Regions from separate parts of the Sus scrofa genome. Here region 1 is linked to region 2. A link is a contact called in public Hi-C data. All regions are on one chromosome and are shown on one strand. The core of a region is the stretch at or near the end of the contact, and the rest is flanking DNA. Distances in the headings are between cores, read along the strand shown.

Region 1 (4,157 bases), core at 1,310-3,809, 620 kb before region 2:
CTAAAGCATCGGGTCTGGATTGCACAGGATTACACAGGACTCCTTCCTCAATTACCCCCCAGACCTAGACTTGATGCCTGGCCTTCGCCCTTCCCACCTCTAAGCAAGTGGCCTGGCGAGCCTCCGGAGGCTCCCGACCTTTCCATAAACTACCTCCAAAAAGAGCAAGACACCCACTGATCCGCGTTTTCTTTGTGAGACGGAATTCCAAAGCACTCGACTGCTACAAAGCACAACAGAGGAACTCCACCCAAAATTCAGAATGAAAACATGGGTTTACAAAACGCCCCAGAGCCAGAGAGCCTGGAGAAAGCCAGAGGGGGGCCCTGGGACGGGAACTGGAGGACGCTGCCGGGCAGGGGGGGCTTTACCCAAGGGCACAGTGACGATGACGTGATGCGCTGGGAAGCAGCCTCCATCCTCACACTCCACCAGCACTGGAAACGCCTCCCCAGGAGCAGAGGCTTCCTGGAAGGACCCGTTCCAGCGAATGGTCTTCACGGGCTTGTCGAAAACCATCACGTCCGTGGGCAAGGAGGCCGCCATGCGGTCCGTGAGTCCTTGGTAGCCCCTGGGAGAGAGAGGTGTGGCCTGCTTAGGACCAGGCCTGGAGATGAGTCTCTGCAACAAGCCCTCCAAGCTCACACCAGGTCAGAGCTGCAGGGGCTCTGGCGCGGCCCGAGGGCTCGGCTCAGCCCCGGAGGGGGGCAGGGAGAGAGGGGTCTCGCGCCTCCAGGTCCCCCAGAGGGTCAAGTGGGCGAAGGGATGCAAAGCGGGCCGGGTCACGGTGGAGAACAGGTCCCTCCTCGGCTGGCCTGGGCCCCAGGTCTGGGTCGACTGAGTCACCGTGCCCACCCTCAGCCCCTGTGCAGGAGCCTTGGGGCCACAGGCCCAGAGGTGGCACCAGAGTAAGTCCAGCAGGACAGTCCTGGAGAGTCTTGTGAGTGCTGGTGGGGGAGCAGCTCCCCCGACACCGCCTGCCTGAGGCTGAAGCCTCCACACAGCGCTTACACGCACGCAGGAGGCCACCTAAACGTGGGAGGACAAAGCACCAGAAGATTCCAAGATATGTTTCCTTCTTTTACCCATTTTTTCTTGAAAATAAGTTTCTTTTTCATGAATCAGCAAAACAGGGACATAAATGACCAATCTCTGAAACAGGAAGACAAACAGCTCCCTGTACTTCCCACCCAGCCCCTTCTACCCAAAGACTGACTGAGTTACAGGGAGGGGGGCCCTGGGGGCGTGGAGGGCTGTCCAGGTGCGTGGAGCCTGCACATACCCAGGAAAGGTGCAGTCCAGCCCAGGCAGCACTGTGTACTCTCCAAAAGGCGCGAGGGCCACCAGGTCCATGCTGTGGGTACCACTGACACAGCACTCCACGTTGAAGAGGTTGTTCAGGATGGCCAGCTTGAGCATCTTGGTCCCCTCACCCTCTGCCCAGCTGGCCACGTGCTCCCGGATCTGCTTCTTGAGGTACTCCCCAACGCTGGGCGCCGGGGCCTCGGCCGAGTGCAGGAACTCCCTGGTCTGGTCTATGAGGCTGTAGAACAGACTGGACATCTCCGCCACCAGCTCAAGGCTCACGCTTCCCCCGGAGCTGGTGTAGGTCACAGAGGGCAGGCCCACGTGACCCCCGGTCTCCACCAGCTGGTTCTCCTCGGACAACTCCTTCTCCCCCAGCAGCCCATACCTGGCAGCCAGCTGGAAGACGGGGTTGCTCTGGGAGGGCCCATGGATCCAGTGAGCACCTACCTCCACCACACCACCTGGGAGAGGGCAAGAGATGCCACCTCGAGGCTCCCTCCCCCAGCCCTTCTCAAGTACCACACCAGCTCTGCCCTTCCCAACATGCTCTGAAAATCAGCCAAAGGGCCACACGGTCCCTAAGGACAACGGACTCTCCAGGCAGACCCCCAAGAGGTAGGGGCTGGCCTGCACCTGCCTTGGGAGAACACCTGGAGGTAGTGCCTATGGGGGAAGGAAGGCCACAGGGGGAGCTCCCTGCAGGGACAGAACCAGAGTAACTGCGTAGAGCCCTGGGCCCCGTTCGCCCCTGCTCAATGACGGCAGCTGAGTTTCGGGACCACTGAACTTTGGCTAATTAAGGGAGGCGCGGCGAGGATTCCATCACGGGGCTAGATAACGGTTCCGGGTCGCATAACCCTGGAAGCAGGCCCAGCCAGGAGACGGCAGAGCTCCCGCAGCACCGAGTGGGTTCCGGGAAGGGGTTCCGGGAAGGAGTTCCGGGAAGGAGCTCCGGGGCAGGCTGTTACCGAAGCTGCGCTCCGAGCGGATGCGGCCACCGGCACGGGCTGTGGCCTCCAGAACCCGCAGGGACGGCAAGGCGGAGCAGCAGCAGAGCCTCTGCGCCGCTCCCAGCCCGGCGATGCCGCCGCCCACCACCAACACCCGCGGACCGCGGCCTGGGGCCTCTGCCTGATGGCCACTCGACTCCATCGCGCCGTCCCGGGGAGTTCCCGCGCTGCCCAGCCGCTCCGACGTGCCGGGAGCAGGGAAGACACGTGAGGCGGGCGGAGGACGCGGGGCGGGAGCGCAGGGCGGGGCCAGAAGTGGGTGGGGCGCGCGGCTGGGGCGGAAGGCGGGGCTGGAGGTGGAGCTAGGGCGCGGGGCGGGTAGGAAGGCGGGGCTGCGGGTGGAGCTACGGGCGCGAGGCGGGGCCAGAGGAGGAACTGGACTCGGGGCGGGGCCCGAGGTGGAAGAGGGCGCGAGGCCGGGCGGAAGGCCGGTCGCGAATTGGAGTTTAGGGCTGCGGGGCGGAGCCAGAGGAGGAAAGGGATTAGGGGCGGGGCGGACGGCGGGGCCAAAGGTGGGGCTAGGAGCCCCGGGAAGGCCAGGCTCCCGATCCTCCCCACTCGGCTTACACCTGCGGCTCGGCCAGGGGCTGTCCCTGGAGGTCTGGCCCAGTGCCTGGTTAGGTGGTGGAGGGCCGTCCGAGAAGGAGAGGGCGAGCGTGGAGGGATCAGTTTTGTAACCCCTGCTGCCCAACGGTGTGGACCAGCATCCCACCGAGGGACAATGGGGCGGCCGGGTAGCGAGGCGACTCATGTCTCCTTCCAAAGGAGGCCTCCATCCTGCGCCTTCACGTCTGAACCCGGTGGTGCGCGCGACCGAAGTCCGAGCGCGGGCCCGGTGGGTACTAAGATGTCAGGGCGGGCTGGGGAGAGAGCCTCCAGGCCACGGCACTGGTGTGTGTGTGTGGGGGGGTGGTCTGTGTGTCTGTGTACACATTTTAAAAGGTATAACACATATTAAAGGTCAAAAGCTCAAGGAGTTCCTGCTGTGGTTGTAGTGAGTTAAGAACCAGCTACCGTGGCTCAGGTGGCTGGCAAGGTGCGGACTTATCCCTGACCAGAGAACTTCCCTGTGCTGTGGGTGTGACCATAAAAAGTAAATAAATAAAATACGAATTCAAAATAAAGGATAAATGGAAAAATGAGTCTCATGTCCCTCTCTCCTCTGGCCCCAGGAAAAGGAGACACATTCAAGCCTGTAGGCGTTTCTGGGTAGCTCTGGTTCAGGGAGTTCTCCTGTACCGCCTGGCAGGGATTAAAAAGCTCCTGCTTCTGCAGCCGGAGTGTGGTCAGACGTCCCTATGAACCCTCCACAGCCACAGCTGGGGCCCCGCCGCTCTGATCCAAGGAGGTTCTCCCATGGACTTTGCGTGGCCACCTTTCTCAGTGGGGCTGGGCAGGTGGGGAGTTAGCCCCAGACTGGGCAGGTGGATTTTCTGTCTGGGCTCTTCCTCCGTTTTCTCCCTCTCTCATCATCCATGTATTTTTGTATTCACTCACTTGGTGAAGCTGACAGAGGTGTCTGGGAGATCACTTTTTATTTAAAATATTTTTGCAAAGCTGAAAATGTCTTCACTTTGCCCTCACCCTTGATTTGTCGTTTGCCTGGGTATGGAATTCTAAGCCAGAAGGCTTCCTTCAGACTCTGAAGGCACTGCTCCCTCCTAGGAGTGGGAGAAGTCCACGGCCGTTCCACTTTCTAACGCTTTACCAGCAGTGGAGGCCTTTAAGATCTTCTCCTGAAATCTCACGCCACGGGGCCTGCATGTGCCCCCAGTTGTATTTCCTGCGTTGGGCACTCAAAAGGCCCCCAGTCTGGAAACTCCTGTCCTTCAGTCCTGG
Region 2 (3,792 bases), core at 102-2,601:
GAAACACCTCACCCTGCTCACTGCCAGCAGAGGAAGGCTCAGCAGAGGCAGGAAAGTCAGCTTGCACGGTGGTCTAGGTGGCCGCCCCCACTGCTCACCTGGGGGGGGGCAGTGCCAGGCTGCCTCAGGCCCATCTGGGCCATCATCCTTTTTTCTGAAACAAGCACACCACTTGGAGCCGCATTGTGCTTTATTTGGGTTGGCAGTGTGAGTACCAACAGCGGGGAGGCACCGTGGCTGCAATGCCGAACTAGGTCAGGCTCGGCCTGCCTGGGGAACCCGGGGAGCACCGGGCCCCGGTGGACTCTCTTCCCCAGGGCCCCGGCCGCCGGGGCGGGAGGCTCCAGAGAGCAGAGGCCTTGGACCGTCAGCATCCTTTTTCTGGCCTTGGAAAGCTTCTGCATCTTTCTCTTTAATAAACAAGAAACAAAGTCCGCAGGGCTTTCAACAGAAGCCCCTTGTTCCAGAACTAGAGAAATACTAAGTTACAAGGTGAAATGAGGGCGCCCACACCTCCCAGCAGCCACAGTCGGCAGGCAGGGCCGGGGCAAGAGCCGGGGCCCTGGAGGGGCCGGAGTCAGAGGCCAGAATCAGCGGCTGGGATCGGGGAGACAAGGGCTGGGGGTTGTGTCCAGGGCCCAGGTTCTGGGTCAGGATTCCCTACCAGGGTTGGGGCCAGGTTCAGGGTAAGGGGCCCTGGGACCGGGGGTCTGGGGTCAGGATTTGGGGACCTTGGACAGAGATTAGAATTGGATTTTAGGGACCCGGGTTCAGGGGCTGGGCTCTGTGTTCAACCTACGGAGTTTGAAGGCAGGGGCTCAGGGCCGGGGGTCAGGGGTGGGTCCGGGGTCCCAGGGCAAAGGACTAGGTGTCTGGGTCCCAGGGTCCCAGGGCTCAGGCCCAGGCCCCGGGTCCCAGGACTCTTCAGGTCCGGAGTCCCCGGGGCTCAGGGTCCGGGGTCCGGGATCCGGGGTCCGGGGTCCGGCAGCGCACTTACGTCGTCGAAGAGCGAGCCCACGTTGGCCGTGACCAGCAGCACCGCGGTGCCCGGGGCGGCCGCTTTCCCCGCCATCGCGGCCTGGGCCGGGGCGGCCGCTCCTCGGGGCCGGCCAGCCGGGGTCTCCGCGGGCCGCGGCGTCAGCTGCGCCAGGGGGCGGCCCCGGGGCGCATCGCGGGTTCGGCCGGTCAGGCCGGGCCTGGCCGGGGTCCGGCCGCGCTCGCTCTCGCTCTCCGCGGCCCCACGCCCGTCGCTCTCCGCCGGCGCTCACCGCGGCCCGCGCGCAGCCATTAGGATCGCGGCCGCCGGAGCTCCCGCAGCGCTGCCGCCGCCGCCGCCGCCGCCGCCGATCGCTGAGGCGAGGCCCGCCCGGGCCGGGGGCGGGGCGAGCGGGGCGGGGCGAGGCCGAGCGGAGGCGGGGCCTGCAGAAGGCGGGGCGGGCTGGGCGGGGCAGGGGAGGGGTGGGGCCTCGAGGGGCGGGGACGGTGGGGAGGGGCGTGGAGGGCGGAAGCGGGGCCAGGCCTGAGGGGCGGGGCCTGCGGGGGATGCTCTTGCGTCGACCCCGGCCTCTGGGCCACGTTCCCATCAGTCAGCGCCCGCCCCGCCTCGCCCCGTGCCGCGGCTGCGCACTGACTCTTCCCGCAGCCCTTTGACGGCAAGGCCCGGCGCCTCGGTCGCGTCTTAAAGGGGCCGCGCTCTGCTGGGGCTGGACCCCCTTGCTTTCCCGCAGGGGTTGCGGTGGGATCGCGTGGCCCTGTGTGACCCGCGCCGGGCCGCCGGACCGGAGGGCTCAGGGCAGCAGGCACGCTGGGGTCTGTGCCTGCCCTCCGCGCCTGGAAGTCGGCGGAAATGAAATGGCTGCTGGGGACGGGAGATGTGCCGACGCTGCCCCGAAAGGGGACAAGTAGCCGCCAACTACTGGCTCTAGGTTCTGTCCACCCACTCGATGCAGGTAGCAGGGACCACGCGTCCAGGACGGTTCACGAGGCTCTCCAGGCGCATCTCGCGCTCGGACCGCCCTCCCGCAGCGCCGGGATGCGCAGGGTCCGCGGAGGACCAGCCCTGCCCGCGCTTGCTCTCGCAGGAGATGTGCGTGCGGCGACACGCACCGCCGGCCGGGGCCGAGGGGGCGCAGGCTCTGTGCGCTGCGGAGCCTGCCAGGGAAGGCGTCACCTCCGCGTGCTGACCCGTCGGGTCCGGACCCTGCCTAAGCGACCGCTTAGCCTGCCAGCCGGAACCCACTTCACTTGAAACCAGCTGTCGCCTTGGACCGAATATGTCCTCCAGAATTCTTAGGTTGAGGCCCAGCTTCATTGTGGCCACATGTGAGGAGAGAGGCTCTGAGGAGATACATTCAGGTTCAGTGAGCTCATAAGGGTGGGGCCCTTTTCCAGCAGCATCAGCCTCCTTTTAAGGAAAGACCCAGAGCACTTCCTGTCCCCCCACAACCTCCCACCCAGAACCGAAGACAAAAAAGAGGGCCTGTGACCCCAGAGCAAGAAGGTGGCCACCCACAAGCCAGGGAGAGGCGCTCTCCCAGAAGCAGAGCCCTTCAGAACAGGATCTCTGCCTTCCAGCCTCCCCAGTGTCAGAAATAAATCTCGGATGTTTAGGCCGCCAGCCCGTGTGGCTCTCTCTCTTACCCGGCAGGGCATGTCTTGTTTTACTTTGTTAGAAACGCAGCACCTGCCAAGGGTACCTTAGCAGGAGCCAAATGTGGGTCACTGATGCCTGGAACCTGTTTCCTAAGAAGTGATGTTGTGTCCTCACCTCCACTCAGGCTGTCTCTGGCCCTTCTCCCCAGCCCATCATGGCCCCGAAACACCCTTGCCCACATGCGCACCTGCACACAGGTGCGTGCACACACACACACACACACACACTCACTTACTCTGAGACTATCTATGTTGGAGGAACTCCCAGTCCCCTGCCCCCGGCAGCAGGGGATCGCAGGCTTGTCCTCCCTGAGCACCTGGCCTCGTGGCTTCTGAAAATGCACATTCACGGCTCCACGATGTCACTCACCTCTTCCCCAGGTAGGGGGTCACCCACAGGCCACCCGTCCCTGGCAGGTGCCACACCCTTCCCTGGGAAGGAAGTGCAGTCCTTCCCGCTGTGTTAGCGGGCCCACCAGCATCTGTGCCTCCATCTGGCCACCGCCTTGGGGTTGTGCCATCAACTCTAAGACCCACCTTTTTCTACCATCTATCCAGTCCCTTTGCTGCAAACCCACTCCTTGAAATAAACCAGCCTTTGCCCCCAGGGCCACTGGGCCACGCTCTTCCAGGCCTTTCACACTGAACTTGGTGCCCACAGCCCACAGGGGCCATCCTCACAGGATGGCCAGCCTGGCTGCTGCCCTGGGAGGAGCCGCCTCGCCCCTGCCTCCGTGGCTCATGTTCCACAGCACCCACATCTGTCTCGTGAGCCCGTGGCCGTGGCAGCTGCGTTTGTGCCCCAGAGGTTGACTTGTCCTGCTTCTTCTGGCTCAGCAGACTTCTTACACGCCCCTGCCCCCATCAGACCCCGCCCCCGACCACGCCCATGGGTCCCCCTCATATCACCCTCTCACCTTTCCCTCTGCCTCCCCTCTCCCCCCACGGGCACAGCCCGTCCCAGAGACACAAGGACGTGTATCACATCATGAGTCGCATGACTTAATGACAGGCCGGAGCCATCGCTGCGCCTGGGGCCAGGGCCGCCCTACTTGCAGAGACCTGGAACGCTGACACCACCCGGGTCAGAGGCCACGCTCCTCAAATCGCTTCTGCTCCATCTTCTTTACCTTTGCGACG

What was found. A called contact is a pair of places that touch in the nucleus more often than the background predicts.
Region 1: a Hi-C map of liver shows a contact between it and region 2, with 9 times the contacts expected there. The contact joins the promoter of PAOX here to the promoter of INPP5A in region 2. A contact is called at or near these places in 1 of 5 promoter capture datasets (liver) and 1 of 47 Hi-C or Micro-C datasets (liver).

What each region holds. Positions count from the first base shown.
Region 1 is chr14:141,358,911-141,363,067 of Sscrofa11.1, reverse strand. It overlaps PAOX (peroxisomal N(1)-acetyl-spermine/spermidine oxidase), which reads right to left and starts at 2,559. Exons shown (of 7, transcript XR_002338879.1): 1 at 2,277-2,559; 2 at 1,283-1,769; 3 at 372-571.
Region 2 is chr14:140,734,288-140,738,079 of Sscrofa11.1, reverse strand. INPP5A (type I inositol 1,4,5-trisphosphate 5-phosphatase) reads right to left here and starts at 1,351. Exons shown (of 16, transcript XM_005671580.3): 1 at 998-1,351. The coding sequence starts at 1,072.